Regions from separate parts of the Gossypium arboreum genome. Here region 2 is linked to region 1. Evidence: chromatin contacts called from public Hi-C data. All regions are on one chromosome and are shown on one strand. Each heading gives the region's core, a stretch centred on a gene start, on an enhancer-like site or on the middle of the called end of the contact. The rest is flanking DNA. Distances are from core to core; before and after follow the strand shown. Region 1 holds the start of LOC108489768 (probable protein phosphatase 2C 40). Region 2 holds the start of LOC108489470 (probable histone-arginine methyltransferase 1.3).

Region 1 (6,383 bases), core at 3,865-6,364:
TGTTAAATAATGGTAATAACAACATGCCATGCACTTCGGTTTAATTACAATGTCTTTCTTAAAATTTTAAGAGGTTATGGGTGCACATCTTACTAACTAGAAACAAAAAAAAAAGAAAAGAAAAGAAAAGAAAGACGTTGGAATTGAATTGGATAGGAAATTGATCCTTGAATTGAAAATTGATCGATATATCAGTTTGAATAAACAAGTGAGTCAATGAAAAAATATGTTGCTTTGTGTCATAGCTTGGTGACGATGGTTGTTATACTCTAACAATGACATGTGATAGAGCGAGGAATGGCTTAGTAGGAACTTAAATAGGTATCCACAGTTGCCCCCCATCAAATGCTTTTCATCGCAACCCTCTCGTTAAAGCATGCAAAACCAACCACCCACAAACATCACCTAAGCCAATTGGGAGGCTATTTGCTTTTAGTCTTTAGGGGAGACTACTGAGGGATCACTAAGGTATAATAATCTCGTAATAGAATGCCAAAGTAGGACCCTACAATATTATATTTGGTGACAACTAATATGTAACAGACCTACCACCTAATTGATCACACGAGTAGCCTATCATCCGTATTGTCGATAATGTGGTACTACTAGACAAAGGGGACCTCCCCTATATATACCCAACACATGAGGCAATAAGGGATCCTTCTTCTTCCAAGTATTTTAACTTTTGACTTGGCATCCTCCAACCTTTTACTCCTTTCAGCTCTATCTTCCTTTCCATATCTCTTAACCTTCCTTTCTATATCTCTTAACCTTGGCTCTTAGTCTGTCACAGGTGAGCTACCTTCCTTACAACCACCACTTCCTCTTCCTTATTGATCCTTTGTATCAATAAATTTCTTTAAGTTTAATAATGTATGAATGTTTGAAAAGTCATAACGTAATTGGATTTGGGTGTAATTATCCATGTAATTCTTCCAATTCTCACCTTCCCCTAAGAGTAGAAAAGTGTAATTAATATGGACTAATTACATTTAATTCGGTGAGACCCACAAATTACAATGATTACCCAAATATGTTACCCCTATTTAATTACAAACAATTACACTGAAATCTAATTATTAAGTGGTTTTCCAAATACTACCTAATGAGTTTATAAACACCATAAAATAACTTTCTAAAGGCACCCTAAATGAAGTTGCCAAGTTTTCGATAGCTATCAAAATACAACTCCTTCAAATAACATCTATACTAACACTACTGGCCTCGTTGCGCCACCATATGCCTCACCAGCCGTCCGACAAGAAAAAAAACTGAACCAAAAGCCACTGTCCTGCCAACACCACCTCTAACGAACCAACAACCCAAAAGCCACGATCCCTGCATACCACCACAGAAAAGAGAACAAAAGAATGTTCTACTGCTCAAATAGCATATTGAATCAACATTTTGGACTATGGAATCAATCAGAGCGGCCAATTGTTGAAGTAACCATAGAGTAGAAATGAAATAGAAATAGAGTAACCATAGAGTAGAAATGGAATAGAAATAGAGAACAAATTGCCATTCAAAGAAGCTTGTAAGAATTGAGTTATTCACATTCAGAAGATGATGGGAGCATCAACAAGCAAGTAATTTACAAAAGAACTGTGTCTAGTAGTTAGCAGATCTTCTGATTATTCATAAGCAATAACTTAGAAGAGGATACTTTAGAACTAGTTCTGAAATGTTAAAAGAAAAATGAAAAGACTCACCTACTTATTCACATCAAACACTCTAATGCATGACTCCAAGTAATACAAAATTTTGTCCCCAACAGAAAATTTATCTGAATTCAAGCTATGTACAATTGAAAATTATAACAAGCTGCAATGCTTTGACATAAAATTCATACACAAGTTGATGCCTTAGAAGTGCGATGATTCGTTCCGAGAATAATCACCATAACAGTAACATCATCATGGTATTTCCTCCTCCTACCAGCTGGAATATTCATCAATTCTTCCTTACTGAAACCTATGATGGTAAAATCCATATCTTCAGAAACTTTGGTGTAATAATAAAACAACTATACTGCCATAGTTACAAACAATGCATTTTGGTTTCATTGTATGGTCTTTTATATGAAACTCATGTTGACAACCATAAGACACATGCGGTGAAAGAAAATTTTGGTCATTGTTCAAATGAAACTAGAAAAAAAGTTTAAATCAGTTATAACCGACAGATATAATTATATATAATTTACCTGCAGAATGCGCTGCTTTTATTACAAGCTGCTCCAAGAGAAATTTTGCAGGATCTCCGTAAGGGTTGCTTGAGATATAATAAAGAACAAGCTTTACGGCCTCATCATTGCTGAAGAAGTCGAATAAACCATCACTACCAATTATAACAAAGTGATCAGATCTTGATATTGTGTGCACATTCAGTGATGGTTCGGTTGAGATATATGGGGGGCTAATGAGGTTATGAACTCGAATAATTCCCATCACTGCATCATTCATTTTTTTCTGCAAGGAATAACAAAAATGATATGCTAATTACGGAAAAGACTGGATCAACAACAATAAGTTGGGCATATAGCAGTTGCCATTGAGCTCACTCATGCTTAAACCACAATATAAACGAGGCAGGTTATGCTCATTTGTTGATACATTAGATGTTATTAAGTCTTGAAGATATAGTTTCGGTGACAGGATGAAGCAAAAGTGGTTTTTCTTCAGATTTTAAATTTATAGATAAAGGCATAAAAGTTGCCATTTCTGGGGCTGAGTAATACTTTGCGACTATGGTGCAGTGAGTCTTCTCAATAGGGAAAATTTAGATAACAAAAAATACAAGAAAATTGCAATGTGAAATTCGAGTACCTACCTTTTTCAAGTAACCTACTCCAAATGCACGAGTGACCTTCAATTTTCCTTTCACTTTTCCACCTACTACGGGCATAGAGTCATCAGGATGCTCATGCAAGAGTCTAGTTCTTTCAACTTCATTATCAACAGTGTGACTATCGGTAAGCTGAATAGCTTTCAACTTTTCAGTCTGACCCATGTCATTGGCATTATCATATGTTGCCAATACAGCTCGACTATCACCTAAATTGAGAGTATACATATCATTTCCATGCAGGAAAACAACCAAAACACAAGATCCTATTGAAACTAAATCAGGGCGGTCCTCCATTTCCTGTTCTACCATGTACAAGAAATCATTCTCGGCTTGACTTAGAGCACGTTGGAGGCTATCAAGCACCCCATGCCTAAATGAATCAGACAACACTTCCACTTTACGATCCGCAGTTTTTTTCATCAAGCTTTCAGCACTTGCATAATTCTTGCCGTCAATCCTAGAAGTGGGTTTTGCCTTATTACCAACCAAACCATCATCATGAAAATATTCAAAACATCCATTTGCAGTGGGGACGTTCTGCTTCGATTCCCTGTCTAGTAAAGTAAAGTAAAATATTATCGTTTCATATAATGTGCCAGCAAGAAAATCAGCAGCATCCCTTCCATTAAAACCATCATAGATTGCACAAAAGAGCCACCCGTTCTCTTCAGAACAGACAGCTTGAACCCTGTCTTCACCAGCTGCTCCACCCGCCATTTGTACTTCCATAGCATTAAGGAAACTGTCAGTTCTAGAAGGAGCACTCATCGGTTTCAGTAAAAATGAGTCAGTTTCAGGTGAATCAAGTGGACTTGGTGAACTGCAACTTAAGTTTGAGATACTGCTTTGCAGCGAAGATGATAATATATCCAACCTTGGAAGAGATGGGGAAGAGGGAACCCTCCGAAATGATTTAGGGGAATCCAAACTAGGAAGAATCTCACCTCCGATCACACCATTACATATATTCGTGTTGGCCAATGTTGCATTGGCACTTAAGGCAGCACCGGACAAGCAAGAAAAACTGCCGGTCCTTGGCATTTCACTTCCTGACCAGATTTCATGCCCATTAGCCGCGCTACAAGGAATACCTCTGGGGCTGTTGCACTGATAGCCAAAACTAACCTTAATTTCTCTTTCAGAATTAATAAAATTTTCTCCTTGCATTATAGGCTGAAAGAGAGCATACGATTCTATTAGCACGATAAGGGCTGGAAATTAATACAAAATTCTGTAATTTCATGATATAAATAACCAAGTAGATGCGCAATATTACATCTCTAACAGTTCAATCCAACATTTTATATGATCAAATCTGATGTAATTCTCAAAAGATAAGAATCAGAAATTAAGTCACCAAAGGGAACACAAAACTTCCATTACAAGAATTAATCATTCCTCTTGTTGCTAATAAACTAGCCTATTATAAATTCTTCTCGTGATAAACAGGACATTACGAATCCTTAAACCACAATACAACGAACTGGATCTGAATCATGACCATAGCATTAAAACCCAATTTCATAAAAGACTAAAGATTATCAAATGCTAATATTAGCTGTTAAACATATAAAAATGCACAATTTTTTGTACTATTCAACACTAAAACAACAAAAAACAGTAACAAGAGTAATAAAAAAAAAGACTACTTAAATCGAAACAACAAGGGATTCCATTATCAAGAAGTCTATCCACAGCAACTCAAACTAGAGTATGAACAATGAACTCTAATCTTAACTAGTTCACTAAAGACAACAAAACAAGATATTAAATCATTGAATTAAACAAAAGGGTAAAAAACAACATGGTATTGAAATGATGATAAAAAACTAAGGTATAGGTACAAAAAAAAAGAAAAGAAAAGAGGAAAGAGATCAAAAAAAGAAAAACCCACCACTGTGCTTGGATCAACAAGGTAAAAGGAAGGCAGAAAAGAAGGTTAAGTAAGGAGTTAGATTGGAATGCAGGGGCGAAAGAAAGTGAAGTTTGGGGGAAGCAAAGAGGCAAGAGATTTGGGTATAGGAGAAGGAGAAAAGAGGAGAACAGAGAGAGATTTAGTGGAGACTGAATCTGAAAGAAGGAGGAGCGTGCAATGCGTTGGTTCAATGGAAAATTGGATGGTTGGGAAAGAAGGGGTTTTGTCTTTCTTTCTTTCTGCTATATTTGGAGGAATTCTTGTTTTTATATATACATTTTCCTTATTTTCCTTTTATCTTTTTTCGTTTTTGGGACTTTTTGTTTGGCTCTGATTTTGTCAGATTCTCTATTACCGGTAGTGCCGTTTTTCAAACTCTTCCCTTTTCAACTCTCTCTCTCTCTCTATATATATATCTCTTTTCTTTTCAAATTAGTAATTTTCAAAATTATTTTAAAACTAATTTTAAACCTTTGTAATGCTAAACTATTAAAAAATTTTATTTAAAATTTATATTTTGGGTTAAATTGTTTAAATTTGGTGAGTTTTTTACATTAGAGATTGATTTTTTTTGTCTAAATTAAATTTTGAAGTTAGCAATTGTTACTAAATTAAGACTTGAACTAAACAAATGTTTCTACTAGGCCTTGAACTTTTTTTTTTGTCCAAGTTAATCAGTGAACTTACATTAGAGCCTAAACTTAGCAATTGTTTCAACATTAGAGCCTAAACTCTAAGGTTTTCAAATACTAGCTTGGACAAAAAAAAGTTCAAACCCTGATATAAAAATAATTGTCAAGTTCAAAGCCTAACTTAAATAAAAAAATGTTCAACCTTCAAGGTGAGAACATTGTCAAATTCAGAACTTAACTTGGATAAAAAAGAGTTTAGACTCCAATATTGAAAAAGTTGCTAAAGTTCAAACTCCCCAAAAGTAATTTAACTCTTTATATTTCAATGTCAACCGTTAAAAATTATAAAAATTATATTTATTTTTAAAATTAATTGCACAAGACATCCCCAAACTATGACTCTCATTCTAAATTGATCCCTTAATTTTAAAACATTTTAATCACATCCCAAACTATAAGGTTAATGAATTAGGTCCTTTTGTTATTAAATTTAACCATTAAATAACATATCAAATATTAAGTAGTTAAATTTAAAATAAAATTTCAAAGAAATACAACATCATTACATAATTTTAAAAGTAAAAACTAAAAAAATGAAATTGAAAAAAAAAGTGAATGATACAGCTTCTTTAAAAGTTTCAAAAGCTAAAAGCTAAGATTTTAAAATATCTATTTTACAATATTCATTATTTCTTTTTTTTTCATTTTAAATTATATCATATAAGATCTAGCATATCATCTACAAGTTAAATTAATGATTTTAATAATAACAATATTTAATTGATATAACATCGATAATTTAAGGATTTAATTAGAATAATTTAAAATTTAAAAATAATTTAAAATGAGAGTCATAATTTAAAATTAACTCTTATTTTAATAAATTTTAAAGGATTATTATCATTTTGTATGTTAATAGGTTCAAATATTTAGGACACTTGGTTGAAATATTACCACATGTTTTATTTTCTTAAAATTTTTTATTG
Region 2 (6,867 bases), core at 239-2,738, 330 kb after region 1:
TTCACAAAATCATTTAAGTTGTTGCCCAATTGATTTGTTGAAAAGATTGCCAAGTTAAAAAATGGTAAGTTATGTTTCCTGTCGCAGTGTCAGTCGTAAGGACCATTTCCGTTGGCACTTCGAGAGCTACTTAAAAAACTTGTTTTAATAATAAAACATCTATCAATGTTCAAAAAGCCTTTCATATTTGGAGCACGAATCCATCTTCACAAAGTAATCTTTAATCCATCTTGATCTGCCCAACTCTCATTAAATCAATTATCATTAATACTACGAAGGATCATAGAATCAACCCATATCTTCTTGGATTGCATATCTTAGTTTATAAGATAAGTAGATCACATAATAATCATTGGAAAGTATTTTGCTTGATCCAATCTCTTCTCCAATAATAAACACAAGATTGACTGCACAAAATCCTCGAAAAGAAGCAAGCAAATAATTAAAATATTTTGATAAAAAACCAACAAATAAAAGCAAGTTATGTGTCTAGTACAATAATAATCATAATGGTAACTTTCGTTAACACATAAACAATAACTTCCAAAATTTACCTCAACAGTTTTTTATCATACAGTTTTTGTTAATAAAAATAGCTAACACTTTTTATTTTTCTTATTTGTTGAATAATAATACAAAGCTAAATTGAGTTACTTATTTTGAGAGGTATTAAATTGTTAATGGAATTGTCCTTATTTTTCACTTTCAAATAGTATAGTCCCATTTATTTTAAAGTGACTAAATTTCTTTTAACCATATACTACATGGATCTTTTGAGTATTTTTCCAAAGTATTATTTTATATCCATTAAATAACCATACATTAGCATAATATGTGTAAATTTATATTTTAGATTTTTTAAATGTAAAATATTATCCACTTATGATATATTTATAAACTTTAAAATTATTGAAATAAAAATATTTTTAGGATAAAAAATCATTTTATGAAATTTTAAAATTCTATTTTGTTTAAATGTTAATTTTTTTAAATGTTGAAAATGAATTAGATAAACTATACAATTGATCATTTAATTTTCATAATTTTTTATTTTCAGTACAAATTTTTTTTACAAAATAGATACTAATATTATATAATATATTCATTTTGATTACTCCTGTTAAAATAGATAACAGAAATCTCCATAGACTCCTATCCATTATCAAGAAAACCAAGTTTCAACTCTCACCCACTCTATAAATTTTTTCCTCACTGAAACAGAGTTACTTTTTTCACTCTACATTTGAAAAATTACTTGGTATGACTTTACTTTTTAATTATTATTAAAAAAATAACATTAAGCATTTAACTAATATACAAATTTACTTAAAAAATTAAATAACAGTAAAAGAATCCACGTCATCACTTTAGTGTGCCATCCATTTGGAAATACTAGTACCAAATTATATCAAATTAGAATAGAGAACTAAATCTCAAACTTCAACATAATTGAGGGACAAAAACCATAATTAGGCCATAAATAAATAAACGGAGTCTGCTCTATCGTCTCTCTAATGAAACAGCTAAAGCTAAATACCCTCGTTCATTCTCTCACCAGGTGGCGGCTTTCTAAAGCTATCTCTCTCGTCTCACCTTTTTTTTTTAATTTTGTGTTCCTTCTTTGATAAAAACCCTAATTTGAAAATGGCGTAGATTTAATAAATATCTCTTTCTCTTTTCTGGCGTTGTTTAATATAATAACAATAATGGACGATTCATCTGGGCTAAAACCCAAAGAATTGGAGTTCACTTTGGCGGCAGTTTCTCAGTTTTCTTCTTCATCGCTTTCTTCGTCTTCGTCTTCGTCTTCGTCTTCGTCTTCGTCTTCTTCTTCTTCGGTGATTGCTCGTTTCAGTGCTGATTCTGGAGTTGCGGAGCTGCGATTTCACCGAGATTCGGAATTTATTGATGGCTTCAATGTCGATATTGGAACCTCGCAGGTAAGATAAAAGAGTGTTGTTTGGTTCTTGAGAAAACAGACATGCGATGCGAAGGTAAATAAAGGGTAACTTTGAGCAGATGTTTGTTTCTTCAAAAAAAAAAAACTCATTTTTCGGGGTTACTTAAGGACTATGTTTTTCCATTGGCATTGAAGAGGTTTCTTTTTTTTTTTTCTTGATTTTCCACTTTGGGTTTGTTTAAAAATTGCTACTTTTTCGTATAATTTGGGTGTTGGGGAAGCATACTGAAATGAGAATCGATTTGGGTAATTAAAGTTAACTACTTTTGAAGCCAAGCTTGTAGTTAATGACAGCTAGAGATAGACATAGTGTAACATGGTTGAGGTTCCTTTTTTTGTTGTTTTCAGCTCTTCAAGCTGGGACCGGTTCAATCGCTTTGTGTTTCAGAGATTTCTGGTGCCAGTAAAGAGGTATCGTCTTTACTTTTGCCTCATACATATATGTATATTCATATGTGTATGTATGTATGCATATGAAAATGTTAGAATAAAGAATACATATGTTTTTCTTTCTCTTCGAACTCGACTTCTTTTCTGCTGTTTTTCGGGTTTGATTACATACAATACCCTTTGTTTTGCCCATGGTAAAATTCTGGTTAGTAGTGACTGGTGGCGACTTCTTTCTGTTTATATCTTGGAATGCTGCAATTTACAGTATACATCCTTCAAAAATATATTTTGGTGAAAATTATAATACTTACTGTTGATAAGTATGAATTTACTTGATGATTTCAAAATTTTTAAACCACTGTTAAATGTTACCTTTTTTTTCACATTATTACTTTTGAATCAGAAATCATATTCACGGGCAGTGACCATCCAGTTTAGAAACGAGGATGAGAGCAGGGACTTCCATTCCGCATTTGAGCAATGGCAGAAGGATGTTATTCAAGGTGCTACTTTGAAAACCTGCTTATGATCTTGCAGAAAATTGACGGCTATATATGCTTTTGTTTGATCAGTATTTTTTTTTTCCCATTTTAAAGCAGGAATTCATTTACCAAATGGGGCCATTGCTGCTTCTAAGAGCAAGTTTGATTATAAAATTGAGCCATCTTCTGCTAAAATGTATTTCCACTATTATGGACAATTGCTACATCAGCAAAATATGTTACAGGATTATGTGAGAACAGGTTATATCACGGAGCTGTCTTTCATTATTCCTTTTGATTTTGTGTTATAAGTTCACTTTGAATTTCTGTGGACAACACTAACAAAGCCCACAGCTTTGAGATAGTATACCACTTTTAATTATAATTCAGGTATTTTAGATGCTGATAATTGATTAACTACTTTTTTTCCAGGAACCTATTATGCTGCTGTTATCGAGAACCGTGTTGATTTTACAGGTCGTGTGGTGGTTGATGTTGGAGCTGGAAGTGGTATTTTGTCGTTATTTGCTGCGCAGGTATTCCTAACCTTTTTGTCCATTATGACTATGCATATGTGCGATTCCTTTTCTTGTGGTTTATAGATTGATGCTCAATTCCTTTCTTCTTCCTATTAGGCTGGTGCAAAGCATGTTTATGCTGTTGAAGCTTCAGAAATGGCAGAATATGCTCGCAAACTTATTGCTGGGAACCCTGCATTAGCTCAACGGATTACTGTATGTGCTTGTCATGTCATGTAAATGTTCTTGGTTGTATCCTGATTGATACAGTGTCTCATAGTTACAATGGCATGTAAAATATAGGTAATAAAAGGTAAAGTTGAGGAAGTGGAGTTGGCTGAGAAAGCAGATATTCTGATCTCTGAACCGATGGGTACGTTGGTGTGTGATGCTTTGCTTTGTCGTTATATGTGATGATGAAAATCTCATGACACTGATGCTTTGCTTTTGTCCCTATTTCCATGCTTTATTTCCATGGAGATGAAGGTTTTCATTGTTTTGTATTATTTTTCCAGTCAGAATATGAAAAAAAATAGAACTTCTCGGAACATGTGGTGGAATTATTTGTGAATCTTTAACTTTGTTGCTTAGTTTTTGTTGAAGCAAGATTCTTTAGTTGATTTTTTTTGTCACTTGCAGGCACCTTATTAGTTAATGAGAGAATGTTAGAGTCCTACATAATTGCAAGAGATCGGTTTCTTGTCCCTAATGCGAAAATGTTTCCATCAATTGGAAGGTAAAGTTACTATTTTGAATCTGTTTGTTTCTCTCAAGCGGCAGTTGATAAATGATTCTGATTTGCTGATATATCATCACACTTATTTTAGGATTTTCACTTTAATGATAACATGCATTTTACTCACTTGGCCTGTTGCTCATACCCTCATGCTAAACTGGTTGAGATTATAACTAGATTTATGATAGCTTTCATGCCTTAATCCTATGATACCTCTTGGTTAATATATACTTATTTCAGATGGTTTTTTTGGCTTTAACTTAACAGATCTATTGTGATCTGTTGTTGATTTCATTGATTTATATTTTGGCCATCAAGATGTAAAATTCTTAACATCTTTTCCTTTGAGTTAGTTTCATGCCATCTTAATATTGTAGGATACATATGGCGCCTTTCAGTGATGAATATTTATTTGTTGAAATTGCAAATAAGGTATGTATTTGACATTGTTTTGCCAGATGCATATTGCATTTATATCCATGCCTGTGTAAATTTATGCATCTTAGACAGAAATTAATCAAAAACATCTCATGACTTGTTGGCGTGAATCTTTTACCTCCTTCAGTCATTAATTTACATAGAAAGTTGTCTGTATAAACTGTTTTATACCGTTCCTATTTCCCTTTGTATGATTCATGGCAGAAATTGCAAGAGTATTCTTTCCTCTTCACCCATGTTAATGTGTTATAAAAGAACCTTGTAGATTTCACAAGGTTTCAAGGTGGTGACTTATAAAATTTGGAAAAGAAAGTAAAGATGCTTATATTTTCAAGCTTTTCTTTATCAGGAGACCTTCCCTTGTTAGCTGTTTTATCAAATTACAGGGTTTGGTACCCGAAACTCACTTGAAACATGTTATTTATATATGCAAAATAATGCTGTCAATCCCAATGTTAGTGCTATCAGCCACAGAGTTCTCTTTTCATCACGCGCTCATAAATTATACGGGTTGTACGGTTGATTTTGCATTGTATGTACCTTTTCTATTCCTCCCCCTTACCCGGAAGAAATTGCAGGCTCTTTTTTGGCAGCAACAGAACTATTATGGTGTAGATCTCACCCCATTGTATGGGTCTGCATTCCAAGGGTACTTCTCTCAGGTTTGTTTTATGCATCTCTAGAGTGAAAATGCCGCTTCTATAGATTCATTCTCAAAATGCAAGGTTTACATTGGGTTTTCTTGATACTTATTTATAATATTTCTTTAGAAGTTGCAATACTGATCTTTCTTCATGTACTTATGGTTTCTCGGTTTCTCCATAAATGTTGCATTCTGATGTCGTCTGCTTTCATACAGCCGGTGGTGGATGCTTTTGATCCAAGATTATTGGTATCTCCACCTTTGTGCCATGTTATTGACTTCAATGAAATAAAGGTACCAGTGAGTCATTATAAGTCATGCCTCTCTCGTACTAAACTTCATGTTGCATTCTTCAAATCTAAATGTTGTATCTTGTATTTGCATTTCTAATTTTCAACCTTAAAATGATTTTCCAAGACAAGGAATTTTTTGTTTTTCCAACTGGCATCATATTTTATTCCATCCATTATTGGTCTGTGTTTTGATTCCTGGTTGCTTCATGGAACTCTTACATGGCAAAGGATTTTTGAGCTCTTGGCTTGTTGCCGACTTGTAGGTTGACTTGAACGTCTATGGGAGTATGGGACACTAAGACCATTTTTCCAAGTGATGCAATATTTTTCACTTAATCATAGCTGTTTGATTAACTTCCTTTCTCTGACTACGTTTGATGGTTATATGTAAAATGTGTAGTTGATACATTGTTCATTCTTTTGCAGGAAGAGGACTTGTTCGAAATAGATATTCCATTGAAATTCATAGCATCTGTGGGAACTCGAGTGCATGGGTTGGCCTGTTGGTTTGATGTTCTGTTTAATGGGAGGTAATAGATAATCTATTCAAATTTGCATTTTTCTTTAGATTTGCAGTTTCATGCAATCAAACTGCCATTGAACCGCTTTTGTTAACAGTGCTGTGCAAAGATGGCTTACCACTGCCCCTGGTGCGCCTACAACCCACTGGTACCAAATACGATGTGTTCTTTCTCAGCCAATTTATGTTATGGCTGGGCAAGAAATAACTGGCCGACTTCACATGATTGCCCATAATGCTCAAAGTTACACCATGTATCTATCATTGTCAGGTTGGTTTTGAACTTGTCGTGTTCCTAATTTGCTGTTTTGTTTCTTTTTCTAATGGGATTTGTATCGACTCTTACAGCGAAAATGTGGGGGCCTGGGGCAGTACAAGGAGGAATTCTTCAGACCTCTTCAGGGAAACTTGATCTCAAGGAGCCTTATTACAGAATGTCACAGCCACAATCCTACACGATGGCACAAGACCAGCAACCACAGCAGCTGCTACAGGCACAGGTACAGCTTATATTGATTCATCTCATACTCGAATTTTTTAGATTCATCTAAGATGGGCATTACATGCATGTCAAACCTTGCTATTCATAAAATAATCGGTTTGCTATCTAACAGGCTATTCCAATCCACACTGAAGATTTGGATGAAGCGGAGTTGCTGCAGCAACCATCGGAAAATACAGGTCCTCAGCTCCAATAAGTAACTGATGCAATGTATTCAAGTTTCATTGAGGAGGATTTCAAACGATTATGTGTGTGTAACATAAACTATATTATGTTACTTGCGTTTTTAGCACCTCTGGTTAACTGTGCCATTTGATTTTGATCCCTGTAAATTAAAATGGGATCTTGTACGATTTTATGATGATTTTAGCAGTTAAATAATCAG

What was found. Hi-C and Micro-C count contacts between places; a contact is called where the count stands out from the background.
Region 2: a contact with region 1 is called in a Hi-C map of leaf, with 2.8 times the contacts expected there. The contact joins the promoter of LOC108489470 here to the promoter of LOC108489768 in region 1. A contact is called at or near these places in 2 of 5 Hi-C or Micro-C datasets (both in leaf).

What each region holds. Positions count from the first base shown.
Region 1 is chr10:104,802,520-104,808,902 of ASM2569848v2, forward strand. LOC108489768 (probable protein phosphatase 2C 40) reads right to left here and starts at 5,115. Exons shown (of 4, transcript XM_053020042.1): 1 at 4,745-5,115; 2 at 2,833-4,023; 3 at 2,207-2,471; 4 at 948-1,338. The coding sequence starts at 4,017. The coding sequence ends at 1,307.
Region 2 is chr10:105,132,300-105,139,166 of ASM2569848v2, forward strand. It overlaps LOC108489470 (probable histone-arginine methyltransferase 1.3), which reads left to right and starts at 1,489. Exons shown (of 15, transcript XM_017794040.2): 1 at 1,489-1,940; 2 at 2,309-2,371; 3 at 2,754-2,853; 4 at 2,950-3,093; 5 at 3,265-3,368; 6 at 3,468-3,566; 7 at 3,654-3,723; 8 at 3,990-4,086; 9 at 4,464-4,518; 10 at 5,103-5,186; 11 at 5,384-5,461; 12 at 5,887-5,990; 13 at 6,079-6,251; 14 at 6,329-6,480; 1 more. The coding sequence starts at 1,707. The coding sequence ends at 6,678.